Regions from separate parts of the Anas platyrhynchos genome. Here region 1 is linked to region 2. The links are chromatin contacts, called in public Hi-C maps. All regions are on one chromosome and are shown on one strand. Each heading gives the region's core, a stretch centred on a gene start, on an enhancer-like site or on the middle of the called end of the contact. The rest is flanking DNA. Distances are from core to core; before and after follow the strand shown.

Region 1 (5,551 bases), core at 2,689-5,188, 45 kb after region 2:
TGTGTTTAAAGGGGAATTTGCAGAGTGCTCCTGAGAGCAGGGCTGTGCTGCATCTCTCCTGCTGCAGCTGAACACCCGAGGCCCTGCATGACCAAGCTGAGGTCTGATTTTAGTTGTTTGCTCCAAAGCCAAATGGCTTCACTTCCACACAAAGTCCAGCGCCTGGCGGACACCAGCTCAGAGCAGCAGCGGGCACAGATCCAATTTGAACCTTGCTGATCAAAGCAGGTTTGGTGGCACTTCCCTTCTCCCTCCCTTGCCCACCAAAGGGTCAGAAGCTGGGTGGAATTGGAGATTTTCCCATTTCCAACCTGGTGGGGCAAAGCCAAGGCTCTCCGTGCCCGATTGCTGGCTCAGTGCAAAGCCAGTGACTGCCTGCTCCACCAGGGTGCTGGTGAAGCCTTGCATAAAATATTTGTTTGCCAGGAAAGGGGGGAGTGCAGAAGCAGCTTAAAACATTCCTGGAGACATCTAAATAATGCAGCCCAGATGGAAAATGTGCTCGTTAAAGGAAGATGTCACCGCGTGCTAAATACAAACCAACGGTGTGCGAATTCAGGAGGGCAGGAGCAGCAGGGAAGCAGCTCACAGCCTTCGTGCCACAAGGGATGCACAGTCCTGGGAAATCCCCCAACGAGCAGAATCTGCTCCTCCGATTCTTCTTTTTAATTTAATTTCATATTTTAAGTAAGCAGCACAAACATTATGATTTTTCTCATCATGACATGAGGAGGTAGGACAAGAAAATAACTTCTGAAGCAGGCAAATAGGAGGAAAGAAACCACTTTTTTTTTTTTTTAAGGAAAAGAAATGCCAGATCAGATAACATTGGCACAGACGGAAAGCTCTTGACCCTTTGCATACATGAACATCAAAATTTGAGGGCTGAGATTTTCAAGACCAAGCTGGAGACTCATCTTGCATCCATTTCCTAGGAGATTTGGGTTCCTCAGCCTCTGGAATTTGTTTCCCAACCCTTTTTAGAAAGGAAAGACGAGCTGTGCAGACAAGCTGCAAGTCAAAAGTTAGGGCTAATATCTGGGAAAAAATAGGAACAGCGTTGAGAAGCATGGATCTAATTCCCCTTTAGCCTAGTGCTCCTTTTGTGACATTACTCAGCATCTGAGCCATACCACTTGCAAGAGGAATGCATTTGTGAGAGAAACACGGAATTAGAAGAACAACATTTTCAAATGCTGTCACTTGACTTAACCTCAGGGCAACTAAAAGCCATATCCACCGTCACTCAGTAAAGTTAACGGAAAATCTATCAGAGAAATCAACCAGCAGAGGATCGGACCTTCACCGCACCACCCTGAGACCCAACACGAGGCCACCCTCCAACCCCACACCCGGCACAAGAGCCCCCTGCCAACGTGCCATGGTGCCTGGAGCGGTGTTATGAGGGCTCTGCATCGTCAGGACAAGGACAACAGCAACCACTGCACAGCTCGTCAACAACTTGCCAAGGGATCCCAAGAACGCACCTCTCCAAAGCAAGAGCCCCCAAACGATTCAAAGGGACAGATGAGAACGAAGCCCACCCAAGTGCCAGATCGTAGCACCCCAGACCAAACTCAAAGCCTCTTCCCTGCTTACATCTTGGCCCTGATCTAGAGAAAAGCCCTGGCTTGTTGAGCACAGAGCTTACTTCTCTCAATAAGAAGCTGAGGTTGCTAAATCTGGGAGAGCTGGGTGAAAATTGCTATTTGAAGGACCGGGTGAGACATCGCGTGGCTGGGATCTTGCACTAAATGTTCCCGGTCTCGCCCTTTCTGTAAGTGGGAGCAAATCAACAGGAGACCTAGGAGAGCCTACAGCGACCAGAGAAGACCTGGAGCTCTTCAAAGGAATTCCAGGTGGTTGTGAGAAGAGCTCAGATCCCTGAAATAACTTTTGCCAATGCACGTTCACTTCTTCTGGCATTTTCAGACATTTGAAGCCCAGATTTACAAGAATGTCAGGTTCCCAAGTGCTAGAGCAAACCTATCCCTAGGCAATTCCCTGGGGAAAAGCTATGGGATTCTTTGGATCGTGCTGAAGGTTACTTACAGGGAAAGAGGCTGGATTGCCATACAGCACCTTGACCACATTCTTGCCTTGGAAGGTCAACCTACACATACACAAGAGGCAACAGCCACACCAGGCTTGCCTGAGCCACCGCATGGGATGGCCCTGGCCATAAATAGTAGGAAAAAGCTATGAAACCTTTGGAAAGCTCCAGTGCCAGGTACCTTGGTCCTCGCTCTTGCTCTCAAGACATCCAGTGACACAACCAGGGGTATTTCTGATGGCAAGGACAGGAGCGAAGCTGTCTGGGGTCTGCAGATAAGCAGATGGATGGGTCCTGGGGGCAGGAGGGAAAGCTTCAAGCCTGAGAGTCTTAAAAGGTTCAAGAAGAAAGAAATCAAATCAAAGCTAAATGCCGCAGCTCTCCCTCTCGCTACAAGCTTCAGTGTTGAACTAATCCAGGAGTGCTTTGAATTCCAGCTGTACCTGCAGAGAAGGCGCCGAGTCACCGTATTTGAGATTCAAGCCACAGCGCAGGGAGTACCGCCGGCTTTCACCCAGATCACAGTGGGCACACCGAGCCCTGCCCTTCTTCCTGGCCAGCCAAGGGAGGTTTACAAACCTCGCCACCCCCAAGAAGCCCTTCCAACCACTCATTTAATCAACACCGATACACGGAGATGCACAAGTGCCATGGAATAACCACAGCAGCCCTGCACCGACACCCCTGCCTGCTGGTTTCATCGATCCTGCCCCTATCAGGGGCTCTCCCATTTCCTCAGCCTTAGGGCAGGGAGGTTTTGCAGTGAGGACCTGAATCACGAGGTGCCAATTCTTTTTTCCTTTTAAATTTGTAAACCCCAACTGCAGATACAGCTGCGTTTCTTATTCGAGACTGCTTTCTCTCCGTGCCCCCCTAGCAAGGCATTTCCTGACCAGAAGCAGCAGTCTTAAATTCTTCATGAACAGAGTTTAGTCTCACCGCGATTTTCAGTGTGTGTCATGAATTTTAATGGAAATACATACAAACCCCAGTCCCTCAGCACCAAGGTGTTGAGGCGGGCGAGATTTGTGCAAGGTGAGAGGTACAACTGTTTGTTGCTTTTGCTTTTTGTTTTTAAACTCAGCTGCAGTGAATCACTGTGGTGGGCAAGGATAGCTGAGCTACTTCTATCCACCGAGCTGACCACAGTTTAGGAATCCCCTTGGTCAGGGCCCTGCAGCACAGGAGGGCAGCCTGCCTCGGGTGCCCAGCAGCATTTGTCAAAGCTTTGATTGAGAAGAAAAGCCCCAAAAATGACAAAGAACAAAAAAAAAAAAAAAAAAGGGAGAAGATAAAGAAGTGTACATGCCCTCTCCACCAGCAGCCCTGACTGTTAGCTTATGCTCCGGCCAAGAGAGGCAAAAAGCCCCAAACACACACACCGAGCCAACCCAGAGACAGAAAGATCTTAAATGCTCTTTCTGGCACTACAGGGGGGTTCTCTTCCATTGTGGCTTTGTTAGTAAATAAATCAATTCCTTTTTCTTCACGTCACTCTCTAAAATGGCCCCATTCAGACGCCCGTGCTGGTGCGGCAGAGCCCTGCCTTCCCACACGCAGCAGAGCAGTGATTCACCCGCTGGTTTCAGCACCTCTGGAAGTACGAGAAATTAAATTAAATTTCTTTAACACATCCTTGGCATCTCCTCCCAGAAGGTTAAAGCAAACAAACAAACGGAAACAAACACTTTCGTTGGCCAGAATGAAAAGCGATCCATGCTCAGCACGCTCCTACTGGAGAACCTTGGGTGGTGTGATGGACAGAGTCATTTTAATGGAGATCTTCCCATTTCCAGGAATGAGCTTGCTCACAGGCATGTCGAAGGTTGCATTCGCATTGGCAGCTTCCTGCAACAGCAAAAGCCCCAGATGCTTGTGGTTGGAAGCGACCTATTTTGGATAAACAGAACAATGAACAAAGCACCCTCTCCCCGGCAGACGGAGCAGCACGGAGGAATGTTTTGCAAAATCTTTTGGCAACAAGGTACCCTCTGGTTTTGCAATCAGCGAAACCATGGGCAAAGCCATGCGTCACATGAAATCCAGCTGGGAGAAGCAGGCAGCAGCGCTGCCAGCACCACCAAGAGCCCCGAGGAGACAGAGCCCACCGGCGAGACCTCTCCAGCAGGATGCAGAGGTCCTCCCGGGCTGTCCCAGCACAGACGCAGAAGCTCCCAGAGATATCACACTTGCAGCAACACGGAGAATTCACAAGCTGCTCTCAGGAAATACGGCCAGAAATAGCAGACTTTGTGCTGTCTGCAAACATCACAAGCCTTGGCCATCCTGGATTCACACCACGGGATTTGCACTGAGAGCGCCCGTAGCAGTTCCTGCTCCGTTTAGCAGCCTCTTGCTCACACCACAGCAGAGCTGGCTCTAGGCTAGAAGGTCCTACAAACGCAAGACCATGCCTGTACACAATGAAAGATGCTCTTTGCTCTCCTTTGAGAGATTTTGAGGCCTCAGAGAGAGCTTTTCACTGTCTTGCCTTAAGCATGGCAGCAGAGAAAAATCTAGAAGCAGGAGTGTGCCCAGGTCTCACCAGCACACAGTGGTGGCTTCAAAACCACTGAAGTTTCTGACCTGCAGGTACCTCCTGCTCAAAGTGGGTTATGAAGCTGAAACACAGAAAGATTCAATGCTACCAGAAACATTGGTTTCAGCAAATTTCTGCTGTCTGTATTCTTCGCCACCAACTCCGTACGCAGCAGCTCAGGCCAAGAAGCAAACCTCCTGCTAGATCTGTTCCCATCCCCATCAGCACACAAAGCCTAATGCTCCCCACACCTCGATAAAGACCCTTCAGCTCTAATCCAGAGCAGTTAAGAGATTCCTGTAAGCAGCCAGATCAGCACAGCACCAGATGGGCTGAAGGGACTTATGTCTTGCAGGAGTTTAGCGCACAACCCAGCCACAGATGGAAGGACTTGGGGGAGAAGCCCCCTCTGTACAGCATGCTCCATCTCCCAGGAGCCTCACCACGACCTCCCCAGCCCGTATCAGGAAAGCCTGGATTTGGTTATTGAGCCACAAACGAGTTTTAGCTCAAATTTAGCTCTATTTGCTGCTATGATGCTTCAAATGACTCAAGGGGAAATCGTGATGCTGCAGCGGCTGGCGCATTGACTCGAGGTCGTATTATTCAATGCCTGCTCATATTCAGTTTGCAGCAGATCTGCTCAGATTCCAGTTTTTCAGTGAAGGGGAAGGAAGTGCTTCTCGAAGTATTTTGACTTTGTCAGGGCAACCGTTCCAGGGGACCATTGTCTGCAACAACACATTTGGCTACCCTGGCGTGGAGTCACAGTGAGCCTGAGCTGCTCTGGGCTCCAGCCCCAGATGCTGGGGGACTCCTTCCTCCAGTCACTCAGCTCAGACACAGCAGCTTTCAGGCTGCTCCAACCCACACTGGGGTCCCTGCTGGCCTCCAGCTGTGCCCAGGCTTGGAGATGATAATTGTGCCTCATGTGCCAGGGTTTGGCTCCACAGTCACTC
Region 2 (5,383 bases), core at 2,857-5,356:
AGCAGAGCCCGGGGGGCTGCGCTGGGGCCGGACACGGTGTTAAATGGGTCAGCGTTAATGATTGCAGAGCCCCGATAAAGAACTCGGGCTGCAGCACAGCTCTGACCCAAATTAGAACAATTAGCCATCGGCCCAAGCCGGAGGAAGCGACAGGTTTTTGCTCGCATTGTTACCCAGCCCCGCGTTTCTGTCACTCGCAATCAGTCTCTGGGCAAAACCGGTGCTGTGCTGCAAATCCTACGGTGTGACAAGCCCCGGATTGGCCCTCCAAAACCAGGACTGAATTAAAAAAAAGTTCTCTCTCCTGTTTGTTTGTTTTTTACCTTTTCCAACTTGCATCCTCTCTTTGAGGCTGCTGCAGGATTTCTGGTCGCAAATGCACAAAGCCAGCAGCCAGGGAGGCTGCGCTTGGAGACCCTGGGGGTGCCGTTCCCTGCACGTAAGACGTTTGCTTTCCATACGGTTCGGTGGATGTTGACCCTTAAAACACGACCTATTTCATACTCATAAAACAAGGAGAAGCTGATGGATTTCCTTCCAAGCCCCGCTTGCTTTATTTGCCTTAGGTGATTAGCTAGGATTTGCCTTCCTACGAATAGTTTGGGTTATTAGGGGGGAAAAAATAACAGTTGAGAGAAAAAACTATGCTCGCAATGGTAAACAGAGCTATTTCTCGGTAGCATGAAAACATAAAACAGTGAGAGATGCTCTAGGAAGCCCTAAGACAGATCATCTTAAATGGGTTTTGGCACGCATCAGAGCAATTATTACAAATTAGCACGCAGCCAAGGAGAGCGAGCCCCCAGTAAACCACGCTGACGAAAGGATAAACTGGAGTTGGAAGGGAATGGCAACAAAATAAACCCACTCCCCCTTTGTTTACCTGCAAACACGAAATGGAAAATCCTCAGCAAAGAAATATTTGCAGAAGGGAAGAGAAAGGTTTCAGCACTCGGGTCCCTCCTTACCATGTTAAATGGCTCAGTAGCATTTGGAGGGGTGAAGCCAAAAGCATGATGCATTTGGTGGTGACTTTTTTTTTTAATTTGGAAGACTGTGACTTTTACATCTTTGTACATACAATTATGTGCATGGAGCAAAGCATCCTGGCTGCTGGCGGGCTGGGTAGAGGGGCAGCCTCGGAGCGGGGACGTCCCCTCGGTGCCCAGGTGGCACCCAAACGGGGCACTCGGTCTGGCTGAGCAGGGACACAGATGATGGAGAGCAGCCTGACCTCCCGCAGCAGGATCCTGGCGTTCAAAGTGGCCTTGAGCTGGCCCCCGGGCTTGTCACCAGCCAGTTTTGGGTGACCTGTGCCCTTTTCCATGACACCTCTATAATGACTGCAGCCCCGCAGCGGGCCTTCCCTTCACCCTGCTCCCCAGCCCCAGGCTTTAATAAAGCCAGCACTGCCGAATTTACGATGCCTTCCCTTTTGATGTAGTCACGCGGAGCTGAGGTCATCTAATGGGTTTCTGGTTTTCTTTTTTTTCTTTTTTTTTTCTCCTCCCCTTTCAAAGCACGGGGCTAACTCGCAGCCTATTGTTGCGTGCAGACATCTGCCCAGCAGCCACCCCGGCGAGCAGCGCCAGATTTGCCTTTTGAAGCCCTGATGGAGTTTTCTCCAGCAAATCGACCTCCTCCTGCGGGACCAGGAAGGCTCCAACCCCCCTGTGTAATAAGAACGAGGGTGTTCCCATCAGGGCTCCCTGTTTCTGGGCTGATCCCCTGGATCCTACCCCAATTCCCAAGGCCAAGAAAGGATCAGCTGGAATAGAACGAAGGTCTCTTCTCTGAGAAGAGGCGTTTACCTTCTTACAGGAAAAATGCATTTTTTTGGCATGGGAAATTCAGATTTGGGATTGCTGACCCTTCTCTCAGCACGGCTCCAGTGGTGAGCTGACCGCAGAGTCTGTCCCAAGCTCTGCTTTTGTCCCCTTCCAGCCATCCACAGAGCAGCAGGAGGCTTGAAATTCAACAAAAATAAACCAGCTCCCAACTTCCCACTCCACAAGGGTGCTTGGTGGTGGAGTCAGCTCCGGGGGGTGCAGGATTTGGGCCACGGACCTACAAACAGCCAGCGAGACCCTGGCAGAGCTGTCAAAGCACCATGCACCACACCGCTCCGTACAAGCACCACAAGGCTGCCTGCAAAAACATCCATTCAATTTTTTTTTAAACCTTTCAGTCTGTCCAGAAGCTCTGTATGGACTCCTAAAAGCTGTTTTAATGCAAAAAGGGGAGAGGTGAGAGCTGCTCCTGGCAGCGCTCAGGCCATGCTGGCCGTCCTGATGCAGGACTGAGAACTCACCTAGGACAATCAATTACAGGGTGATGAAGACCCCAGTAATTAAACCCTGCCTTGACCTAGCCTAAATTAGGAGCTGGTGATGCTGCTGCAGTAGCAGAGCGCCGAGAGCGGAAATTTGTAGAAATGAAGAGAAATGGAAACCAATTTTGCAACCCAGATACCACCATAAGAAGTGCTCAACACCTGCCTGGACGAAAGGCCAAAGTGCAATGCGTCGAATTCGGTGTTGACACGCCGAAATGAAAAGCAATGTACAATGGGGCTTATCAAAAGAGCCAGGAGTACAAGATGAATGGGATCGCAGTGACTCAGGAAGTTATTCAGGAAGATTCGGGAGTAATATTACACTTGGACTTCGGAGAAGCAATTAAAAAAGGCAATAAAATTCGAGGTGATAGATGGCCCTGAGGGGAGCATGTGAGATAAAGGGAAATTGCAGAAAGGAATATAAAAATCTGGTGCGAGATATACTGGAGGGCACCCAGCTTGGCTCCGGCAGCAGAGGATAAATGAGCAGCAGTCAAAATGATGAGGGGAATGGGGGGGGGATCAGCAGGGGTCTGCACCCTGTGCTGCAATGCCCAGCCCCATCGTGCTCCCAACAGGGTTTTCTCACCCCACAGACAGCAGCAGAGCCACGAGGACGGTGCTGAGCACAGAGCTGTGTATTGTGGGATCCATCCTGATGGCAGAAATCACTGCAGTGTTGGGCAGGACCCTGCTAATCACCGACCCCCCTGGCTCCTTCCACCAGCTGCAGGGCGATGGGTGCAGGACATGGTGCAGTGCCTCCGTGTCACCTCTCACCACAACACCTCAGCCACTGCGTCTTGACAGCCCCAACCTGTCCCAGGTGTGCAAACCACAGCAGCAGCCACTTTTCGGGGGAAATTGCCTTGGGAACCGCAGGTCGGAGCCCGGCGCCTGCTTTTGCTGCTATCTAAAGGGGAACGCTCGCCGTTCACTGGACTCCGGGGTGAAGCCAGCAGTAAAACATTGGGTTATTTATGTTGCAGATGTAGGACATCACGCAGGATTTTCCCAGCCCAACAAGGCTCTGGCGGAGCCTGCCTCTCAGCCGCACCGCGCCGGGTCCCACGGGAAGCAGAGCTCAGCACGCTCGCTATTTCTGTCGGAGGCGAGCAGGAGCGTCTCCAGGACAGCGCCTGGAGTATTTATGTGGTTCTCTGTGGGTTCTCAGACCCTCGCCGCAACCCCTGGGAGCCTCGTGATGTGCACAGGAGCCTGGGAAGGGGAGACAAAGTCCCCCTTGCATCAGTGCCGGTCACTCCCTGCTGCAGGCAGGCACAGAAACGTGCACCTGAGGGCAAGGACACGGCCCTCAGAGCAAGTCTCACCTTCAGCTCATTCACCTTGTGGGCACGAGATAACCTGGGATTGTTAGTTTTATTTTTAAATGATAAGATCACTGTCATAAAGCAGCAAAGTCAGTGGCCACGCTCTGGCAAAGCGCTCCCAGCAACAGCAGCAGGATGCGACGAGGCCAGGAGGAGCGGGGTGATCTCTGGTTTCTGGAGTCTGTTTGTTCCAAGAGGATGCAAAAATACAAACACAGGCATGGGGCTGTACTGGGGTGTTCCTGGAGAGCCAGGTGGAGAGAAGAAAAGGGAGAGAGGCAGAGGAATCCAGAGGTTTAGCAGATCACCTAATGATTGCAAAACTCTTCGAAGGTGGAAAGGGTGGGATAATGGCACAGTGTCGGATCATCACGCGCTGAACTCTAGCCAGAAATCACAGTCCCTGCCATTTGAGAGCCATCACCAAACGTCCCGCTGGCAGCCTTCCTATCTGCAAGACCTTGGCTCTTTGCATTTCACAGATCCTTTTTGCCCAGCAGAGACAGAGCAGCTGTGTCACCTCTGCGAGGACCCCCAGGGAAACAGGACACGGCGCACCGCTCGGCTCCTCTCGCTCCATCAGCCCTCTGTCCCCATGGGGTCCTAGCCCACCCCAAACCTACAATCCAGCAAAAAAGATGAAATTTGGGGTGCAAGCCAGGCGACAGATTTTTCTTCAGGTTTCAGTGCAGTTCACAGCACGGGGCAAAGGCAGGATTTGAAGGTGACCACACCACTGCATGACCCTCTGGAGCCACCACACAGTGCCCTAAGCTCCCTGCACCCCTCTGCAGGGCTCACTCCTGAGACTCTGGGAATGCCCCCATCTCTCCCCATTCCCCAAACACTGGGGAGCTACCCCTGCTTTTGCCCCTGAGATGGAATCATGCCGTTTTTTAGAGCATCTTTCACCCATTTGTATGAAAACTGAGCAGGGCTTTTCTGCCTGGCACATGGGATCTGAATCAGATGTGCCCATGACCTGCGGCTGGGCAGATTCCTCAACGCGCCATCAATTTCTGGCATCATCAGCAAATCCTCCTTATTAAACCATTCATTTCTGCACACCCGCATTGCCAGCAGACCGCTTGCTTGCCTGGCGTTCACCCTCCTATGAATTAGGCTGGGAGCAGATATTAAAGCATCCATCCACGTGCCCGAATCACCGGGACAAAAGCAGCGAGCAGGGAGCTCCCCGCCCCAGCCGTGGTGCACAAATCCCACCACGCGCCCCACGTACATAAACACTGCTCCCACGAGGAGGCAGGGAATCAATACGCTTCCTTCCTACGGGGTAAATTATCTTCTGATTAAAAGCTCAATGAGCTGAACTCAAATGTCAATTACCGTCAGAAAACATCAATAAAACATGTTGTTACTGTTTAATGAGGTACCTGTTTCTTCATCCGTCGTTTCCCTCGGGGACACTCGCTTGGTTTTAGCAGGTTTTAGCTGAGAGGCTGCACATGCATGGGCAAAGCTCCTCTGCCAGGAACAAAACAGAGGTGACATGGAGCCTGGAAAGTGGTACAAGGCCACACACCCCCACAGGACTCAATTATTTCAAATTATTACCCAGCATATGGTATTGTTCACAAAATAGTCTGTGAGCTTGCCAGCTCTAGCAAAACAAGCTCAGCAAACGGTTTCTTCAGTTCATCCTTCATCACGTTTTCTCCTGGCTATATTCCTCATCTTGGGATTCTCTGGGAGT

Evidence for each region. A called contact is a pair of places that touch in the nucleus more often than the background predicts.
Region 1: a contact with region 2 is called in a Hi-C map of skeletal muscle, with 2.2 times the contacts expected there. The contact joins two enhancer-like sites. A contact is called at or near these places in 2 of 8 Hi-C or Micro-C datasets (both in skeletal muscle).

The regions. Positions count from the first base shown.
Region 1 is chr20:5,875,988-5,881,538 of IASCAAS_PekinDuck_T2T, forward strand. The region is part of intron 1 of LRRC75A (leucine rich repeat containing 75A); the gene reads right to left. Among named protein-coding and RNA genes, the nearest start is that of LRRC75A, 5.0 kb to the right of the region's middle. Within about 2 kb of position 3,939, at least 1 of the 8 cell types and tissues checked has an H3K27ac peak or open chromatin away from gene starts, as enhancers often do.
Region 2 is chr20:5,831,040-5,836,422 of IASCAAS_PekinDuck_T2T, forward strand. All of the region lies in intron 4 of LRRC75A (leucine rich repeat containing 75A), which reads right to left. Among named protein-coding and RNA genes, the nearest start is that of LRRC75A, 50 kb to the right of the region's middle. Within about 2 kb of position 4,107, at least 1 of the 8 cell types and tissues checked has an H3K27ac peak or open chromatin away from gene starts, as enhancers often do.